Linked DNA regions of Dromaius novaehollandiae: region 1 is linked to region 2. The links are chromatin contacts, called in public Hi-C maps. All regions are on one chromosome and are shown on one strand. Each heading gives the region's core, a stretch centred on a gene start, on an enhancer-like site or on the middle of the called end of the contact. The rest is flanking DNA. Distances are from core to core; before and after follow the strand shown. Region 1 has its middle 17 kb from the start of PNPT1. Region 2 holds the start of EFEMP1 (EGF containing fibulin extracellular matrix protein 1).

What was found. A called contact is a pair of places that touch in the nucleus more often than the background predicts.
Region 1: a contact with region 2 is called in a Hi-C map of ovary, with 5 times the contacts expected there. The contact joins the enhancer-like site here to the promoter of EFEMP1 in region 2. A contact is called at or near these places in 3 of 4 Hi-C or Micro-C datasets (brain, liver and ovary).

Annotation. Positions count from the first base shown.
Region 1 is chr3:107,722,476-107,726,664 of bDroNov1.hap1, forward strand. No RefSeq gene overlaps it. Among named protein-coding and RNA genes, the nearest start is that of PNPT1, 17 kb to the right of the region's middle. Within about 2 kb of position 2,451, at least 1 of the 2 cell types and tissues checked has open chromatin away from gene starts, as enhancers often do.
Region 2 is chr3:107,645,572-107,649,902 of bDroNov1.hap1, forward strand. It overlaps EFEMP1 (EGF containing fibulin extracellular matrix protein 1), which reads left to right and starts at 1,914. Exons shown (of 11, transcript XM_064509733.1): 1 at 1,914-2,139; 2 at 2,687-2,774; 3 at 2,895-2,982. The coding sequence starts at 2,899.

The DNA.
Region 1 (4,189 bases), core at 1,201-3,700, 77 kb after region 2:
GGGCTCAGGAAGTGCAGCCATGGGCCCAGTGACAGTGCACCAGCCCCATTCACCTGCCTTTAAATCCACAGGCACCAAAAGTCTGTGCACATTGGCAGCGTTCAACTCCACTGCCTTTGCTATCTGTGCTGAACATGAAATTTGCTTTTTTTTTTTTTTTTTTTTTTTTTGGTAAAAATGTCACCTTAACCACTGGAACATCTTCTAATGAGCAACCCACTTCTGGAGCTTTTCTCTCCATTAGAGAGGCCTGCCCTGTTAGTTATCATCTTATTTTTCCTCTTGCTTGAAAATGCTTTTTCAAATAAAATACCAGGTTAAAAAGTACTCCCGTCCAATTTGAAAGCTCAATTATTGAATACCTATTTTAATACTGTATGCATAGCTAAACAATCATGACTAACTTGTCAAGAAAACAGACTTCAAAAATTTGAAGTTTACTTCATGTTTTAAATTCCATTTTCATGTCTTCACCTGATGTAACGTAGATTGATTACACTTCCCCTTGCAATCGCTCATCTTCCCCTTCTACTCTGCTGCCCACCAGAGCCACGTCATTAATCATTATTACCCCACTCCTCGGTCCCATCCTATTGATAATCGCCATCTCTTCTACACATTCGTTTGGCACCTTGATCCCAAAATGCAGCATCTTGCCCCAGAAAGACATGGCAAGCCCACAAGGTGCTGCAGGGTGGGCACAGTCCCCAGAGCACCCATCCCACCGGGATGCCCCATCAGCTCCCCCAGTCCCCAGCAGAGCCGCTGTCAGAGAGGCTCTAATCGGGCAAACGCATCCCGCACACTAATAGCGAGAAACATCTACCCCGTTTTTCCTGATGGAAATGGAGAAGCAGCTAAAGAAAAATAAGAGCACCAGACAGCAGGCCTTAAAATTATAGTTCATTTAAAAATTCATCAAAAATTTAAGGCAACAGCGAGTACAGTCCTGCTAGCTTACTGGTTACCATGCTGTTAGATATATGTCCTGGAGAAAGAAAATAATACCCACAGGAACACAGCCAAGACAATATGTGGTTTAATTTCTAAAACACAGAGCAAGGAAGATGCCAGGTACCCAACGGGGGTCTTCCTCTGGTGTTTACTCGCTTTTCAAGTCAGTCAGGCTGCAGGTAACCAGAGCCAACACTGAAACCACCCTCCTCTTTTCCCTCCTTGCCGTAGTGATTTTGGGACGAACAGAGCAGGTCAGGGCAAAGGGCGCGGCACGGCTCCAAACCCACCTCTTCTTCAGTATCGCGAGCTTGGGAGCATGACTGCGGTTGGAGGAGGAGGAGAACCAGAGAGCGGGGCTTGGGAAATCCAGGAGAAAAAATCCTGTATGCCTTTAGCATGGAATCCTGGGCAGACCAGAAACGCTACAGGAGACCAGGTGCCAGGCAGCCTCGCAAGGGCCAGCACTTCCACATCCCTGCTGCCTCCGGGTGCAGCATGGATAAAACTTGCATTTAGTAAGTCTTTATTTGACACCCATGGTAGCTACAGGCATCCTAACCCATGAAAATCGAGACCTATTTATATTCACCTCACAGTTTGTCACAACTTCTGCCACAGCTTTTTAAAATTAGACGGTCAGCTCTTCACAGCAAGGCCTGCATTGCCCTTGTGGGTCTGCATGGAGATCAGCCCCGAGTGCGACTCATCCCTTCAACAGGATGTTCAGGCTTTACAAGAGTACAAACCATTTCCAAGTTGGGCACCCAAAAACTGGAACAACAATAAATGAGCACATTAATCGAAAACTTTGTGCAGTGCAAATGATGATGTTTACTTATTTTTCTTCAACTAACTGAAGATACAAGTCAAAAAAGTCAAACATCTCATGTTGTTAGAAGTGTTGTTAATTCAGTTTTAAAAATGGAAATCTAAAATTGTTCCAAAAAGCCAGAGTGATTTTCTGTGGGTTTTTTTTTTTTTTTTTTTTTTTTTTAAACTCTGGCTGTTTTTTTTAAGAACACAGTGCTGAATGCTCAGAGTTCATTTACATGCCTAAAGAGACTTAAAATTCTGACTTTAGGAACTCTTTTTTTAGAGCATGGGCTTAATGACTCCAGCATTCAAGTTGCAGGCACACAAATGAGAGATAACACTGACTTTTGTAAATGTTGTAAGAGTTGTCATTTTTGTAGATTTTTCTCTTTCCCAGCAGATGAAGACTATTTTACCCTTTGTGTCACTCATGTTAGTCCCTGCAATTAAAATTGTCCAAGAATATTCTGTTTGATGGCACTGAACAGAAAGTGCTCATTTATCTTGAGGATTAGAGCACTATGAAGTAATATGTAATGAAAAACAAACTGTTGGTTTATATTATTCCACAAATATTCAGCGTATCTTCAAAAGTTTCCAAGAAAACTGTGGTGGATACGTGTGGGCAGAAACAAGCGCTTTGTGGGTATTGCAATTAAAAGGGGAAAAAAAAAAAAAAAAAAAAGAGTAAGACGACAACTCTAAAGTACGAAGTGGAAAATACACCACTTGGTAAGCTAACTAGTGCCATCTTACGGCAGAAGATTAAACAGACAAGACATGAAATAAAGTCAGTTCAGGGTCTTCGAAATGTTGGCTCCAACACCCACCCTCACTCAGATCCTGCAAGGAAGTGATACAATTTGTAAAACATACATTTTAAAGTTGTTTTTGAAATGAATGTAACACAAGCTGTCTGTTCCTGACGACTGCGAGCATAAGAGCCCTGCTAACAGCTCATTAGCGCTGGATGCACGCACAAGCAGCTGACTGAAAGAGGCGCCAACCACCAAAGCAGCAGCACACCTGTATCCATGCCCATCCACGCCCATGTTTCCCCCTCACCAAACACACATGCCTGAGGCACTGCTGTGCACAAGGCCACGCGGTCGCTCAGGCAGCTCCCCAGGCCTCCGAGGGCACCAGCCTGCCGGCCGGGGTGGACAATGCTGAAGCCACTGGCGCCATTTCCTACCCATCCCTCTCACAGAGGCCACAGGTGAACCAGCTCCTGAATTCAAACACGAAAGTGCCTGTTGAATCAATGGCACTGCCTTTGATGGTGCTTCCCACCACTTGGAAAGCAACATATTCTTGGCACCAAAGTGTCCCTGATTAATTCCTTCAATGGCCATTTTCAAAGCTCCAGCACCTCTGGAGCCACTTCTGGGGTGCCCGATATACCCATATCTCTGTCTAGGGAGCTTCCTGGCAGCTTGGGCAAGGATATGCTCCGTTTCTTCCATAGACCACTATGGAAAGGCCAGAGCATGACTAGACCTTGTCAGAAGCTCCCTTAGAAAGCCTCCAGCAAACCCTTGTAGCAAAAGGGGATATTCTCAGGGCTGAAAAGTCTCCTGTTTCATGTTGCTCTGGAGAAAGTGAATATTGTTTTCTGTTTAACTATTTAGAAACAGTAACTCACGCTATAGGTGTTCATTCCCCCAGTTTTCTGCTGAAGCCTTTCTGCTCACTTTGTCTTGCTCAGACTGCAAATTTTTGGAGGGGGACTCAGTTATGCCTTGTTTGGCAGAGTGCATTTTTGGATGTTTAATATATTTATTGTGCATTTTCTTGTGAAAATGCACAAGTTATTTGTATGTATCGAAATTTCAGCCACCACATGACATTTCAATCCAAATCACTTACGACAGTCAGAAGAACAAGCAAATGAAACTTGGTTTTATAATGGAAAGCAATAGGCACCTTACTGTTGGTCCCTCTAACAGCTCCACCTGTACCATCCGGTCAAGCCATTTCAAAAATTTTGGCAGGAGAAGAACAGCTGGTTTATGCTCCTAGTGGGCTTTGTTTACTGAGTCCTCCTCTACCCAAACACCCAAGGGCCATGACTAACAGAGCTTGTTTCAGTTTCTTTCTTTAAAGTGACATATCTTAAAGAAAAGAAAGCCTGTTGTCAGGAAAGGTAATTTTTTAAGTTTCCTTCTGAGCTCTCCAAGTTGTCCTTTCAGCCAGAAGTCAGGGTAACGAAAAGAACAGGGACTTACAAAATGCAAACAAAGGCACAGCTTGAGACTATGGCTTTCTGGGGCCCCTCCGCCACCCAGGGCCAGTGGGGCCATGTCCTCCCATGGCTCATCATCCGCAGCTAAAGACCAGCAGACATCAGCAAGTTGGGTCATCCTCTTATGGTGGCACAACCCATGGGGACAGTCTCGTGCCCCCTCTGCCACAGGAG
Region 2 (4,331 bases), core at 664-3,163:
TCACTAAATACTTTGTTCAGTGTTTTTATAATCTAGCTGTATTATATGCACACAAGTTATTATATATCTATCCTAAATAACAGAAGGACTAAAAGAAGCAGTGGGTATTTATAGCTGACGGCTCTGATAATCAAATGAATTCCTGTATTTTGCTCCTAGACTGATCTTCCCAGACTCTGACAGATTTTTTCATTTACCTTGTATTTGTCTCCTTTAGATTATGAACCCTCACTGTTCTTTAACCATTTCTTCTTTGTAAACTGCTTTCTACCATGGCATTCCCATCTTAATTAGAATCTTTAACTGCTTTCATACAGTTACTATCAATCACAGTAACCGCCATTGCAGCACGCATTCCAATATGAATTGGAACATGAAGGAATATGAAGGACACTTCCTATTTTATATTTACTGGATTTAGAATGGACAGAAAAGCACATTAGTTGTACTATTTTTAAATTCACATAGATTGCCCAGTCAGATAAATATTCATTACTATTGTTTGAAAAGTCATAGTTCAGCTTAAATTTAAAAAAATGTACATTTATACATGCTCTTGCAAAAGTTAATTCCAAGGAGTATGCACAATGCCCAATACAAAAAAGTTTATCAAAAACTCTAATAAGAAGACTGTAAGTGCATTTATCTTTTAAGTATTTATCTGGAAATTGAAAAAGTGACCACTGATGCCACCCCACCCACCTCGTGCTTAAATTTATGTATGTGTTTTCATTGCACAAAAGGACTTATACCACAACTATCCTGAAAGAATTACAGCAGTACAACTTCCTCACGCTGGTTACCATTAAACCAACCCAAAGGTGCTTCTTACTGCCGTTGCTATTCCTATATGGGTAGTGGACTCTACCATGCCAAGATATAATCCACTTATGCTAAGGGAGTTTATGAAAACTACCATTGTGATTTTTAAAAATCACCAAAGAAGACAACCATCAAACCTCAGTGCTTCTAGGATCATAGCCCTACTTTCAAAGCCATATAAGCTAAATCAGAAACGCCACCCCATTGCCAGAGTTAAAAGAAAAGAAAGAAAGCAACGAATAAAGCACATTTGTATCTTTTCCATTATGTGCTGAGGAAGAGCGAGGAGAAGATATCGACATCTTCACTTGCACCCCAGCTCTGCTCAGAGCAAGGCCCAGAGGGCGGCTGCCACCTGGGCAGGCTCCCCCAGAGATGGAAAGCAGAAACCCACCCACGCCGAGCACACGCAGGATCTGGCCAGCAAGGTTCACACACATTAGTCCTGCTGACTTCCAGTATTTCCACAGGAAACACCATGGAGGAGACTCCAACCGTCGACTTGGGCACGGGCCTCCCTCAGTGACCAGCACAGCGCCTCAGCCGCGGTGCGCCAGGCAGCGCACCGGCCTCCTTGCCGCCCGCAGGCTCCTCCGTCACCCCTCGCTTTCAAAGCCGGGGACGTGCAACTCGCCACCCTTCCCAACACCAGCACTGCTCCGGTCGCTCAGCACTCAGCGAGGCGCTACAGCGTGGGCTGCTCATGCAACGCACCTGGCCTCCGGCCACCGCCATGGCGGCGGTCACCCGCCGCCCCCGGACGCCCCTTCCTCCGCCAGCTCCCGGATGCCCCAGGCATGTGTTGCCCGCTCCCCCCTCTCGGGTGACCGCTGGGCGCCTCCTACTACCGGCCCGCCGCGACCACGGGGCATCCCAGGCTGCCCGGGCGGCGGCCGCCGGCCCGGCCCTCGCACGCCCGAGATGGCGGCGGGGCGCCCCGCACCTGCCCCGCTTGGGCCCCGCGCGGCGGCGGCGGGCAGCGCCGCTCGGGGGCCGCGACTGCCCGGGCCGGGAGCGGCGACGGCCGTGGCCGGGCGCCCCGCCCGCCGCGCGGAAGGGGCCAGGCGGCCGCGGGGCCGGTAGGGGGCGCCCGGGGCCCCGGCGGAGCCGGGACCGTTTCTATTGCGCCGCGGGCCCGCGGGGGGAGGCAGAGCGAGGCGGCGGCGGGCGGGCGGGCGCCGGCACCACAGCGTAGCCAGCGGGCGGGCGCAGGGACGGAGGGGGCCGAGCCGCCGCGGTGACCTGCCGCCGGAGCAGCCCCAGTCGGCGCTGCGCGGCGCGGCCCCGCCAGGAGAGCCCCGGGCGCCGCGGCCGCAGGTAGGAGCCGGCGGCGCGGGGAGGCTCGGCGCTGCGCCGCGGCCCGGCCGGCCCCGGCGGGGCGCCCCGCGGGCGCGGCCGGGCGGCGCGGGGCCGAGGGCAGCGCGCGCCGAGGGCGGCGCGGGCCGGGCCGGCGGCGCCCGGGGCCGGGCCGGCGGGGCGCGGCAGCCGCGGGCCGAGCAGGTGCCCGGCGGACGACGCGGCGGTTGCTGGGGGGCGAGGCGCGCCGCGCCGCGGGGCTCGGGGCGGGACGGCGGGCGGCGCGAGGGGCTGCGGGGGGCCGGGCCGCCGCCGCCGGGTGTCGCCTATGGCATCGCCGCGCCGAGGTGTCCCGGGCTGCGCCTCCGCCACGGCCGGGGAGCGGCGGCGCCGGCGGCGGCGCTGTCGGCGGCCGCCGAGGTGAGCGGCGCCGCCGAGCTGCCCCGTCGGTGCGGCCGGGCACTGCCCCGCCCGGTGGTGGCGGGGGCTGCGGCGCCTCGGGCTCGGTGCGCTGCTAACCGTTACCTCCTTCCAAAGCCTCTTTTTTTTTTTTCCTCTTCTCTTTCAGCTGAATAAAATACAACGGGGCGGAAACGCTGCCAAGCCTCAGCTGCTCCTTGGATTCAGAAGGGCTGAGTCCTGGCCTCCGCACGCAGGTAGGAGTTCAGCGGGCGCCAGCGACAGACGCGAGACCCGCTCCCAGACGTGGTGGCTGTGTTTTCTAGCAAAGAAGGGCTAAAAATATTTCTGGTTTATTTGTTTTTCTTTCTTTCAAGGTTCATGATGTTGACAACTATGTTCTTGGCTGCTTTCATTCTTATTACAGTACATTCACAGGAAACTGAGGAAACCATAACATACACGGTAAGGTTTAATAGAGTTTGAGGTAATTATTACTTAGCAGGGATTCTTTTCTAAATGACCCTTGAGAAAAAAACAATGTAGCATGCAATATCAAGTTCTTTGACTTTGAATGTTAACCAGAAAATAACCCGTTTCTTCACTGAAACCATATTTTAAAAGTTGAGGTTTACAGGGCTGAAGAAGACCTGCTCTAACTCCCTGTTCTGAAAAGCTTACCTATATGAGCTTGATGAACTGAACAAGATTGTGAAGTTAACTTTTTTCTTTTTTCTTTTAATAAAATCTTCCTAGAATCCTCCTTCTGAGTATATGAAACTTGACACATAATTAGGTCAAACATTCTTTTGTGTTTTCTTTTGGATATTTCAAGGTGTTTTTTAGCAAAATGTAAGTACTTCAAAACTTGGTATTCTTAATGAAGCAAGTAAGTCATGGGGTGATCGTATGAATGTCAGTGTCTGAGCTACTTTTGAGCAATTGTTCTGCATGGCTTGAAAAAATCAACTAGAATACTAGAAATAGATTCTGCTTATAACCAAGAGATGGGGTAAGAGATTTAGAAGGCCTTTTTGTAAGGCCTTTTTTTTTTCTCTCTCTCTTTTCCCCCTTTTCTCCCCCTCCCAGTGTTCACTCTTTGGCTTGTGTAATGAATGTCATAGAAGGAGTGGTGGAGTGGCAATTACATCGACTTGGGCTGGGGAAAAAAAAATGCGTTTTCACATCTGATTACAGTTGTAATCCCTGCAACTTGCTTCATGTGGGTGTACCCCTGAATATGCATACAGATGTATTCTGCTTGTGTGGCATTGCACTAATTCTGCACACATGCAAGAAGTTAGAGAACCACAGCCAAAGACTGATATTGTGTCTTATACAAGTAATCCCACTGAAGTCAGTGGGATGGCTCAGGCAAGTAAATATTGCAGAACTGGACCTTAGCATAGAAGGGACTCAAAGAAACTTCAATGAAGCATCAGGAAGTCGATTATAAAATATTTTAACATTGTGCTTTAGAAGCAGTGGACTTCTAAAGACTGGGTGTACTTATATTTACAGGCTGTGAGATTTAAATCTGTGTATATAAACACTGGGTACTGAAGAGCTAAATACTTCTTGACAATATAGATGAATATAGGGACCCTATCCTTTTCCACTTTTACTATATATTCTCTTTAAGTAGTATTTTTTTTCCTGATAAGCTTATTTAGTTTATACCAATGTTACATTTTTAACATGCCTGGGTGACTTGAGTTCCTATAGTCCCCTTTCAAATAGGTCTTAGCATTTAGACTCTTAAATGATCATTATACTTATAATCATGTGAAATTACTTTTAAACATAAAATTTAA